2 separate regions of the Arachis hypogaea genome follow, and region 1 is linked to region 2. A link is a contact called in public Hi-C data. All regions are on one chromosome and are shown on one strand. Each heading gives the region's core, a stretch centred on a gene start, on an enhancer-like site or on the middle of the called end of the contact. The rest is flanking DNA. Distances are from core to core; before and after follow the strand shown. Region 1 holds the start of LOC112721114. Region 2 holds the start of LOC112720511 (floral homeotic protein APETALA 2).

Region 1 (6,159 bases), core at 1,094-3,593, 330 kb after region 2:
GGGAAGGTCGGCGTAGAGGGAGGGTCAATCCTTTAGATTAGGCCTCTCGTTTGGATCTGGGCCTTTAGTATTGGGTCAGGGTATGAACAAAAGTATTACCTGAAAAATAGAAAAGTGACTCAATTAAAAAGTAACTAAATAATATTTATTAATTAAAGTGAAACCATCGAAAACCTCATAATTTGAAAATGCCTCTCTCTCTCTCCATAAAAAATGTGTATTTTTTTAATTTTATTCGTATCACTTGTTAATATCATTTGTCTCTTCTTACCACTATTCATAAAAAAATAGAAAAGTATAGGTAGACAATGAGAATACTAAACAATGTGAATAAGATATGTCAGATGTTCAATTCAATAGGTATGCAGATGATTATGTTCATTATTTTTAATTGGAGATGATTATCCTAAGGTTTAGAAAGTAATTTGGGGTGAGATACTTTTTTATTTTATTAGGTCAATTCTAGAGCATATTGTTCACATTGTTTACAAAAGTCATTGTCTACCTACCAAAATTCAAAAAAATATTTACTGCCATCATTCTTCACCACTATCACTATTTTCAACAACCACAACCACTGTCTCTCTCAAACCACACAGTTGCCACCACCTACATCAACAATAACAATACTTAAAATTTTTAATTTAAAAATTATTCAAACAAAATTTGTGCGAGAGAAGATGGTGAAAAGAGGCGAGATAGAAAAATAAGCAAGAAGAAGCAAGAAAGCGACAAAGACATAGGCAAAGGTAGCGGCAAAGAGAGGAGGCGTAATAGTGAGGTAAATCTAGTAGTAGTAGCCATCATCGAGTTCAAAGTAGAAGTGAGTGAGAGTGGGGGAGGACAGAACACTTAGAGGAGAAAAGACGAAGAAGGTGAAAGTAGAGGAAAAGTGAGGTGAATGGTGAGAGGAGGCATTGGAAGGTGAGGAAGAATAAGTGTAGGTGTGCGGAAGAGGAGAGAAGAAGAAGAAGATGAAAATGAAGGTGAATGGTGAAGGTAAGGAGGATATGATATGAGTGAATTAAAGTATCTAAACAAGGATAAAGTAAGGGTAAGGGTAAAGATATGGGGTGGAGATTAAAAAAAGAAAGAGTGTTTTTTTTTACAGAAAGAAATGTTTTTCAATTATAGAAAAGCCAAACGGCACTTATAAATTTTAAATATCAATTCTACATAGATAACAAGAAGACAGATATCCTATGTATTGAACTAAAATCTAATAGCAAGCCCAACATTCGATTCCTAAAAATCTTAAGAAGAAGAAACAGAGATCAAACATAATCTCTTTTGTTTTTAAATCTACACATATGTGATGCAAGCCAATAAGATATATCTTCTTCTTCTCCATATAAATCTAAATATTTTTTGAATCTGAAAGTTTTCCTGTAAACGAAACCATTTCTTCATCGAATTTTTCTTCAAGATCTGAAAAGATCTTGATATGGTCATAATAAATGAGATATAACTCGGTGAAATCCGTTATGAACTCGCCGCTTTATGACTATAACTCGGCACAATCCGTTATAAGCTCGTCCATTCATGAGCCATAACTCGGCCAAAAGTGCTTCCATCGTAACCGATGATGTAACAGCAGACGAATGAATAGACGTTGTCCGCTCTTTTATAACCGACCTTAATATTAAAGAGCATAACGGACAAATAGCCGAGGATATAAAGTGAGGTAAAGTATTCTTTTAGACTCATTAAAAAACGAGATATCATACTAACTTAAGTTTCGGAGTGCCTTTGCAGGTACACTCCCCCTCCTCTTCATTGCTCATACTTTCGCATCTCAAGACAAAGGAAAAGCTCGGACTCGAGAGATTGGGCGTTCAGCCTCTGAGGACATAACTCGGTTGACACTCTTATTTCGCAAGCAAGATCAATTGATGCCCACCGTGGGGCCGAAGATATAAAATTCTCTTTTTGGTCCCATTGTCTTTGTTTGTACTCATGGCTGACATACCACCTCCTTCATTATCCGAACTTATGCGGATGGTAGTCGAGCTACAACAAGCCAATCAACGGATAGCTGACGAAAACCAAATAATGGCCGCTCAAATCACCGAACTGAATCATGTCCGGACAGAACACAACGACGCTCATCACCAGCAGCCAGAGGATGATGAGCATCATTCACCCTCTCATGTCTCGGAGACTATCCGAGCTGATGTAATTCATCCCGAAGATGCAAAAGAAGGACCTGATGACCTTGTAGGACCCTTCACCGAGGAAGTGATGAACTTCGAGTTGCCAAAGAGATTCACTCTGCCACTAACCCTCACACCTTATGATGGCCTCGGAGACCCGAAGAAATTTCTCAAGAAGTTCTGATCAATAATGATCGTCAACGGTGCATCCGACACTGTTTTATGCCGTTGTTTTCCAAATTATTTAGACGGCCCTGCACTTGATTGGTTGTGTGCTTTGCCTGCAGGTTCTGTTTCGCGATTTCAACAACTGACCAAGCTGTTTGAAGAGCACTTCACCGGATCCGCAATATATCTGCATGACTCTGACTATCTGAACACTATCAAGCAAGGGCAGAATGAAAGCCTGAAAGACTATATGACTCGCTTCACCAAAATCGCCATCAGTATACCTGATCTCCATCCAGAAGTCCATTTGCACGCAATCAAAAGCGGCCTCCGACCTGGAAAGTTCCAAGAAACCATTGTGATAGAAAAGCCGAAATCTCTGGCCGAATTCCGGGAAAAAGCAAAAGGACAAATCGATATCGAGGAGCTCCGACAAGCTCGGAAGTCTGATAGAACAACCTACAGAGACGACGATAAAACTCCAACTAGTAAGAAAGGTTAACTAACCCCTCATTTTGATTCTTATACGCAGTTTAACACTAAGCGAGAGGATATCATCAAAGAGATTCTACATTCAAAACTCATCAAACCACCAAGAAAGGCCGGCACCTATCAAGACACTAAGAACGCAGACAAATCCAAATATTGTGCCTTCCACCAGAAGCACAGCCATACCACTGATGACTGTGTAATAGCAAAGGACCTCTTGGAACGCTTAGCTCGGCAAGACCACCTCGATAAGTACATCGGAAGTCACATCCAAAAACGTTCCACACCTTCCAGGAACGAAGACTCATCTGAACAACAATACCGAGGAAAAGAGAAGGTATCAGCGAACAATTACGAAAAGCCACGAGGAATCATCAACTATATTTCAGGAGGATACGCGAGTGGAGGCTCCTCAAACTCGGCAAGAAAAAGGTCATTCCGATCAATATGCTCGTTAGAAGGCCCACAAAGTGAAACAGAAAATCCAACACAACTGCCGCAACTCACATTCACACAAGCAGACTACAACTCTAGTATACAGAACTTGGATGACCCCGTAGTTATAACTCTTCAGTTGGGAGACCTACTGGTCAAAAAAGTACTGCTAGATCCTGGAAGTAGTGCCGACGTCTTATTCTACTCAACATTTCAAAAAATGAAGCTCAGTAACAACATCCTCCAGTCAACAGGGGGAGATCTGGTCGGTTTCTCCGGCGAACGCGTCCCAATAATAGGATCAGTGTGGTTACAAACCACACTGGGTGAGCATCCTCTTTCAAAAACTTGTGATATACAATATTTAGTTGTAGATTGCTTTAGTCCATATAATATTATCCTTGGCCGACCTTTCTTAAACAAGTTCGGCGCCATTGTTTCTACAGTTCACCTGTGTGTTAAGTTCCCTTTACAGGACGATCATGTTGTCACAATTCATGGAGATCATAAGGAAGCTCGGCACTGTTACAACATCGACATGAAATTCCACAATAATTCAAAACAACAAGTTAACAATGTCGATCTCACACACACTAGCTCGGCATTAGCCGACTTAGACCCAAGAGCCGACTTCCGGGAAAGGCCAACTTCGTCCGACGACTTACAGAAGGTATATTTCAACAATGACCCTAACAAGTTCACTTTTGTAGGTAACTCAATAAGCAAGGAGGAGCTAAACACCATCACCACCTTCTTACAAGATCAAGCCGACCTTTTTGCATGAAAACCTTCAGATATGCCTGGCATAGACCCACAAATCATCAGCCATAAACTAGCTATAAACTCGTCTGCGAGACCTGTGCAACAAAAGAAACGAAAGCTTGGCGAAGAAAAACAAAAAGCGTCGTTGGAGGAAACACAAAAACTGATTAGTGCCGAGTTCATCAAAGAGATCAGATTTACCACCTGGCTCGCCAATGTGGTTATGGTAAGGAAACAAAACGGTAAGTGGCGCATATGCGTCGATTTTACTGATTTAAATAAAGCATGTCCAAAAGATTCGTATCCTTTACCATCCATAGACTCTTTGGTAGATAACGCCTCCGGTTACGCTACCTTAAGTTTCATGGATGCATATTCAGGGTACAACCAAATACTTATGCACCCCTCCGATCAATGTAAAACAGCTTTTATTACTGACTTCGGAAACTACTGTTATAAGGTTATGCCTTTTGGATTAAAGAATGCAGGGGCAACTTACCAACGTCTTATGGATAAAGTTTTCGCCAAACAAATCGGCAGAAACATCGAAGTTTATGTTGATGATATGGTCGCCAAAACAAAGGTCGGCAACAATCATCTTGATGACTTAACAGAAATATTCGCCCAGATACGCCACTACAACATGCGCCTGAACCCGGAAAAATGCGCTTTTTGCGTACAAGGTGGTAAGTTCTTGGGATTTTTGTTAACAAACAGAGGCATCGAGGCAAACCCCGACAAATGCCGAGCAGTTTTGGAAATGACAAGTCCTAAGACCATAAAAGAAGTCTAACGCCTCACAGGAAGGCTTGCTGCTTTATCAAGATTTGTACCTTGTTTAGCTTTAAAGTCTAATCCTTTTTTCCAAACAATTAAAAAGAAAAACAAATTTCAATAGACCGACGATTGCAAGAAAGCTTTTATCACACTAAAAACAACTCTCTCGCAACCGCCGATTATACAAAAACCCCTGCAAGGGGAAGATTTATTTCTATACCTTTCCGTTACTGATTGGGCGATAAGCTCGGCTCTTGTCACAGAGAGAAGCAAAATTCAGCAACCAGTCTACTTCGTCAGCAAAACACTCCACCATGCCGAACTTAATTATCCGAGGATAGAGAAGCTGGCTTTAGCATTAGTCTTCTCAGCACGAAGACTTCGACCTTATTTTCAAAGTCATGTCATCAATGTCAAAACAGATCACCCACTACGACAAGTACTACACAAGCCCGACATTGCAAGGAGACTTATAAAGTGGTCAATCGAACTATCCGAGTTCGACATCAGATATCAGTCTAGAGGAGTAATAAAATTGCAGTTTTTAGCCGACTTTATTGCAGAACTTACGATACCATCAGAAGATGACCACACAAAACAATAGACCTTATACATAGATGGCTCATCCAACAAAGAAGGATGTGGCGCTGGAATACGACTCGAAGCCGAAGATGGTACCGTCCTCGAGCATTCCTTACACCTATCTTTTAAAGCCAGCAACAACCAATCCGAGTATGAAGCCCTGGTCGCAGGACTTCAGGTTTGCTTAGACCTTCAAATATACACAATCAAGGTATATTGTGACTCCTTGTTGGTTGTTCAACAGGTAAACGACCAGTTTCAAGTAAGAGACCCTCTTCTATCCAAATATTTATTATTAGTCAAAAATTTGATTTCACAATTTAAAGAATTTGAAATAAAACACATACCCGGAGAACAAAACCAAAGAGCTGATATTTTATCTAAGCTCGGCAGTACTCAGTCCGAGATATCTACATTACATCAATTTACTATAAATTCTCCTAGCATTGACCTGACAAAAGTGCTAAGTGTTACTCAGGAAAGTGATTGGCAAACAGATTTCATAAACTATCTACAAACATCCCACATTCCAGAAAACGTTGAGAATGTCAAAAGGTTCCGAAGACAAGCCACCTTCTTCACATTACTAAACGGAGCCTTATACAGACGAGGTTACACTCGACCTTTACTCAAATGCCTTAGCGGTCCCGAAGCAGAAATAGCACTCTCAGAGGCACATGAGGGGCTCTGTGGAACCCACACAGGAGCTCGGAGCCTAGCCTCGAAAGTCCTCTGCGCCGGCTTCTTTTGGCCATCACTAAAACAAGATAGCCAAAACAAGGTCCGGACATGC
Region 2 (6,569 bases), core at 362-2,861:
CTTTCTCTCCCCTTCAGCTGCAGTTACAGTTATAGTTACAGGCCTTATTGAAAAGAGAAGAGAAAGAGAAGAGAAACCAGTAAGTAACACAGATTTTTTTTATTATTATTTCCCACTCTCACATCAGGAATAATAATTAAAAAAATAAACGCTCTCTCTCTCTCTCTCTTGGTTAATATTTTTTTTTTGAAAATAAAAAGTTAATTTGGGTTGGCCTGCAGTGCTGCAGAGGAAGGTTAAACTCTGTGTGAGTGTGTCTCGGGGTGCGTATTGTGCTTTTTCTCTCTTGATTGGAATAAAATAATATATATACAGAGAGAGATAGAGAGTATGTGAGAAGAAGAAAAAAGGAGGAGGAGGTTGTGGACGGAAAGGTTGAGTGTGTAGTAGGAAAAATTCACAGAAGAAAATCAAAACCTAGGACGAGTTAGAGAGAGAGAGAGAGAGGAGGGGTAGGTGTTGCAAAAATGTAGTAAAAGAGATGTTGAATGATGTTTGTATTCCACAAGTGCCCAATACAGCATAGACGAGGCCAGTTTGAGCAAGCTTAGCCGAAAGCATCTCACCCTTCTCCCTTAACACTCTTACATACACACGATGCCTTTCTTCTCACTCCTCACTCCTCTCTCCTCTCTCTAACCACTTCCTTCTCTTTTCAATACACACATAATTTCACTCTCTTCAATTCAATGTCCTTTTTCCTTAATTTAATTTTTATTTATGTATTTTAGTATTATACAGTTTTGAATAATTATTTATAAAAATAATACAATATTAATATATTAAAATTAAACTTTTTTTAAAGTATATTAGTGTGACTAATAATAATCTTTATTTAGATTTTATTTTTAAAATAAGAAACATAGATACAGTTAAGACTGGAATTATTTTGTTGTCCCACAAATAATTTTAAAGCTGAGTTAACTTTGTATTTGTAATAAAAAAAATATTAATTTTATATATTCTCATCTTAAATGTGAAGTGCATATGTTAGATTCACAATAATTATTGAATAAAGTGTAACTGAAAAAAAGTTAAACAAAACATCCTTAAATTAATCAGACAAAATTATGGATAAAAAATTACTTATATTATTAAATTGTAAAAATAAGTATTTTGATATTTTAATTTACTATTTTGAATTCAAGTTTTATGAACAACAAAATTTCTACCCGAATAAACTCCTTAATTTTTTTCATAAAACTCTAGTGGAGTTAAACCAAATTATTAAAGCCAAGAGGGAGATGCCAATGATTCAGTCATAACTAAAATCTATATTCTTATGTATTTATTTAAGTTGTGTTTACCTTGTTACCGAGATTGAGAGAGAATTAAATGAGTGGCGGAAATTGGGAAAGAAAGAACCATCTCTTTCTTAAACAACTTTCCCACGTTAACCAAATCGAAAAGCATCTGAGGGGGAGTGCGTCTCTCTCTCTCTCTCTCTCCAAAGCAAATTACCCAGTAATGGAAATAGACAGCGCAAGCAGTGCCAAAGATAGATAATTACCCAAAACTAGCTTTTGTTAGCTTGTAATCAATCGTTAATGATTTCTATGCAATAAATAATAAATAACTTAAACGCAAGTAATCACAAAGGTCCTCAACTCTCGTCGCATCCACGCCTCCAAGCATTTTTATCTTTTTAGGATCATGACTAAGTTTTACCCTGTGGGCGTACCCAAGTGGGAAAGTAATTTGGGGTGGCGGAGGAGGGTATTTTGGGGAATACAGATGAATGATTTGTAATTGTGAGTGTACTAGATAGAGAGCACAGTGGAAAATGGGAAAGGGAAATGGAAATGTGTTAAGAGTTTGGGGTAGGTTTTGGCATCAGAAAAGGAAATGGGAATAATAGTAGTAAAAGGAAACTCTTTCCAGAAAAGTCCAATCCAAGAGTACGGGAAGAGGGCCACCTTTGCCTCTTTCGTTCTCCAAGCGACCAATGGCCTTCCTACGCTGTACCTCGTATTTATGACCCTTTCTCATTACCTCACTCTCACCACCCTGCGCGTGTTTCCCAAAACTACTCTCTTTTTTTAAGATTTAACTAATTTGTATTTTAAGAGCACAATTTAAAAATGAATTATCGGTCAAAATCGTCTTTAAAAGTTATTAGATCTTCATTTTAGTCTCCAAGAGCTAAAATTAATCAAAAGAGTCTCCAAAAAATATCTGCGTTGGTGGAGTTTATCGTTCCGTCATCTCAGTTGATGAGGTGGCTAATGTTCGTTGAGTTAAAATGTTAACTTACAGCATGGCACACCCTAAAACGATATGGCTTCAATCCCCTCCCCCAAAACCATCAAACGATACTGTTTGAGGTCCAGAATGGGATATTCAAACGTTTCTCCACATCACTTTCTCTCATAACAACCCTCTTCATGTTTTACTCCAAAATCTCTCGTCTCCTCTGTACTCTGTGACGCTCTGCCCTAAGACACTTGCCTATGATCTGAACCTACCTGTTTATTTCATGACAAATTTTGCGAGGCGACATTTGCGAAGGAGTTCGCACTACTAGAGTGTAAAGTTGGAGGAGTTCGCTGATAAACCACTATTTTATGGTTTATCTTATGCTCAATTGAGTGGTTTATATCAATTCTTTACTCACTTATTCATGTAATTGCATGAGTTTATATTTTCCTTCTTGATTTTGTGCTATGATTGAAAACATACTTCTTTGGTCTTAAAATTACTAATTAGAATAAATGACCATTTTGTACCTATGAGAAATAAAAACGCTGACATTTGTACCCATGAAAGCTCGAAACTAATCTTATACCCATGATAGATGCTGTCCGTGTGACAAAAGTGCCCTGACTTGGATCTGAGCTTGGTTCGTGGGTTTCCAAACCTACGTGGCACTCCCACCCCTCCAAAGCCATGTCTGACGTGGATGTGAACGTTGATTATCAAAAGGGATAGGATGAACGCATGAAATCAAAACCCTAGGTAGCTTCCCCCTCCCCAATACAAACCAGGATCTAAAGAATCGAAGCTTGTTGAATCTCATTGAGTGTGAGGTGCACCCACGGTGATAAAGAATTAGGTCGTACCTCCCGCAATGTCTTTCCGCAGATTTACCCCTGCTCCAAGTGATGGTAGTGGTAGTTCTTCTTCAAGTTCGAAGAAGAAGAAGGTGAAGAAGCTGGACGGCAGATGCTTCTGTGGAAGAGAGTTTGCGTTGATGGAGTCTGGCACCGTTACGAACCCTAATCGATAGTTCATCAGATGTCCTCTATGGGCGGTAATGGGCAGACGCTGTTAGAGTTCAGGTGAGAAAGTTTTCTCTGTATTTAAGTTGACCAATCGGTGCATTTGTTTTATTTTGGCAGACAAGAGACTGCAAATACTTTGTATGGGTTGATGAAATCGAAGAAGGATGGGAGGGCATAGCAAGATGTTTGGCCAAAAGATAGTCAGGGAGTTCTTATCCAAGGTATGATGATGGGCTCACTGTCACTGAACCTGGGGAAAATCAGCAAGCATCATCAATCCTGGCGAGAAGGATGGACAAACTTAGAGTTTAAATTAGGGGTGAAATTAGGGGAATTAGAGTGTTACTTTTATGGATAGCGTTGGGTGTTGCATTTTATTTTTGTTCTTTGTGCTGTATTTCTTTATGAAAATGTAAAATTTGTATAGAGTTGGGGTCTTTGTAAATCATGAGAGAATGAATGTATTTCCTGATTTTGACATAGACACTTTGATGATGTTGTTGCTTTGTAAGTTCTATATGATAAATTTTATTGCTAGTCACTTGGATATATATGCACATGCAACTATATTTTCAACTTAAAGAATCATAATTAAGCTCCATCTGTGACATAGAGACCTAATGGTTGTGGTAATGAAGTATAAAACTAGGCATAGTAAGTGCTGTTCGATTAATGATAATCTTGTTCCAAAACAGAGTGAGTAACAATTATACATAAAAGGTGCAACTTGAAGCATAAGCTGAAAACCAGGAAAGCTAACTCAACAAGTGGACTGACCATGAATTAAACCAAAAAACATAGTTGATTACAGCAAAAGTAGCATTTCACAGTCAAAACAACCAAAATAGCAATGTTGCTTAGTCCAACATAGTGAAATAAACCAACCAGTGCCCTAAAATTAGTATATCAGTTATGGCAATTACATCAAAATAGCAAAAAAACATTCAAAACACCGTCTATGACATTGGTGTTGAGTTACTGCTCCGGCTCGAGATTCCATTTCTGGTTCCGCTTGATGTACCTCTCTTGCCTCGACCTCTTCCTTCACCCCTGCCTCTAATGGCTGTGCCTCTTGGTCTAGAAATACCGTCCACATCCATTGTCGGCATGAACTGCACGAACCTTGTGGTTGTCCCTGCACTAGTACCCTGCAGTAGATTTGGGTTTGTTTGAGAGTTGTGTGTGGAAGGGGTTGTAGTTGGATTCTTCGGAGATGGTGCTAATGCTTGTGGGGTATGTGCAGACGGAGGGGGGGTCGCTTGACGCTTCTCCTTTTATGATGTTTCTTGGCTGCTCTAGTGGTTGTTGTAGTCTGGGGTTGTGTGGCTGCTGGTTGTGGCATCAAAGGTGGAGGCTGGATTCCAATGAACAACCAGTGTAATAGTATGAGTCGTTAAACAAATGTAATTAAGGAAATGAATCAAGTAACGAACTAACCTGTGAAGTCTGGGCTGCTGTGGATCCGTTTCCCACCTCAGTTGTTGCTGCTTCAGCCTCGGCAGCTTCTAATGTCTCCTCATAGTACATTTCAACCAGCATATCTTCATCCTCATCACTTGCAGGGACTTGGGGTGCAGCACTCCCTTCACCCATTGCTTCCTTTCTCTTCTTATAGCTTCGCTTGTTATGACCAACCTACGTAAAATAGGAACTACTTAAATTGGTACACATGGAGTTAAATAGGTACACATGAAGTTAAACATCGAAGTATAATACACTTAACACACCTGGAGGCAGTATTTGCATACGATGGTGGCAATCCTCCTCTTAGTTCTGTGAGGATCACTCTTATCCTTAGGGGCATCATTTCTTTTGTCTCTTTTCATTGAAGGTCTTCCGATTAGCTTTTTGTACTGAGGTGGCAGAATTGGTAGGGTGTCAAGGTGTTTCCAGAACTCTTGGCTTGGAACTGGGTGCATTGAAGTCTGATATGCAGCATTATAAGCACCCATTGTGAGCCAGTTATGTGCATATTCTTCGGGTCTTCTATTCTGGCTAAAACAGCACATGCATGTCTACAAGGTAGCCCAGTCAATTGCTAGAGTCTACAACTACATGTACCTTTGCCCAAGTCCACATTGGCCTTCATGGGAAGACAATGGACTTCATAAACATTTCCCGTGTCATCTCTCCAGTTGGAAGAGGTCTCCATTTGTTGCTCTCTCTTTTCTCTCTTTCTAATCTGCTCTGTTGGGTTAGGGGTAACCTCCCACTGTACCCAACCAAAGCCTTTTTGTTCCTTGCCATGATCCGCATGACGTAGCACCTCACTTCTTCCAACATGGTTATAATAGGTTTCCCCCTCATCTTCTTGATCTTCGCATTAAACACCTCGCAGTTATTATTGGTGTAGTTGTCCATCTTAGGGTACTCACTAAAATGTGCTCTGCTCCACTGTTTCGGACTAATCTTGTCCAAGTATTCCCAAGCCCCTACGTTAATCTTTTTTAGCCTATCCATTGCAGCATTGAAGTCCTGTGTCGTTGTGGCCTTAGCACATGACCACATACACTTCTTCAGCTACAAGTCACTCCATTTCTTGCGAAAGTTTTGTCATATATGCATGGAACAAAACCTGTGGTTGGCGTTTGGGTATATTTCTTAGACTGCAAGAATTAACCCCTACAGATAACCATTAATATAAATAGCATCCAATAATCACACTTCAACAACTATCAATAACAAGCATGAAAACAATAATTCAATAACAATTCTTGTACAATAATTCAATTTTCAGCCTTCAATGACCATAAACAACATTTATCATAATTCAATAAATATACTACCAGACCCTAAACCACACTAATAATTCTTCTACAGTAAGCTTCTAATTCTAGTTCATTAGTCAAGCATAAAAACCTATACATTGCAGAATTAAAACACATAACAGAATTAAAACACAAATACCTTCTGCATGTCCGACATGAAGTTAAACCCGTTCACCTGAAAATCTACCACGTCATCCTGAAGGATATCTAAAAACCACTTCCAACTATCCTTGTTTTCTGATTCAACAATTGCATATGCAATGGGGTAAATGTGGTTATTTGCATCCTGCCCTATAGCTGTTAATAGCTGACCCCCATAATACCCTCTAAGAAATGTGCCATCCAACCCTATGAATAGTCTACAACCACCAACAAATCCCCTCTTGCATGCCTCAAAACATACATAGATCCTCAAAAAATGGGATTTGAATCAGGCATGAGATTTGTGTATATCCTAACTGTAGAGCCAGGATTAGTCTTCAGAATCTCATTAGCATAGTCGCGAAGAATTGCATACTATGCAATCTCAGATCCCTCAATCCTCTCCTTTGCCTTCTTCATAGATCTATAAATCTTTCTC

The links. A called contact is a pair of places that touch in the nucleus more often than the background predicts.
Region 1: a Hi-C map of leaf shows a contact between it and region 2, with 4 times the contacts expected there. The contact joins the promoter of LOC112721114 here to the promoter of LOC112720511 in region 2. A contact is called at or near these places in 3 of 8 Hi-C or Micro-C datasets (all in leaf).

Annotation. Positions count from the first base shown.
Region 1 is chr11:20,587,630-20,593,788 of arahy.Tifrunner.gnm2.J5K5, forward strand. LOC112721114 reads left to right here and starts at 2,344. Exons shown (of 2, transcript XM_025772185.1): 1 at 2,344-2,679; 2 at 2,854-4,029. The coding sequence starts at 2,344. The coding sequence ends at 4,029.
Region 2 is chr11:20,257,943-20,264,511 of arahy.Tifrunner.gnm2.J5K5, forward strand. LOC112720511 (floral homeotic protein APETALA 2) reads right to left here and starts at 1,612. Exons shown (of 10, transcript XM_025771476.3): 1 at 1-1,612.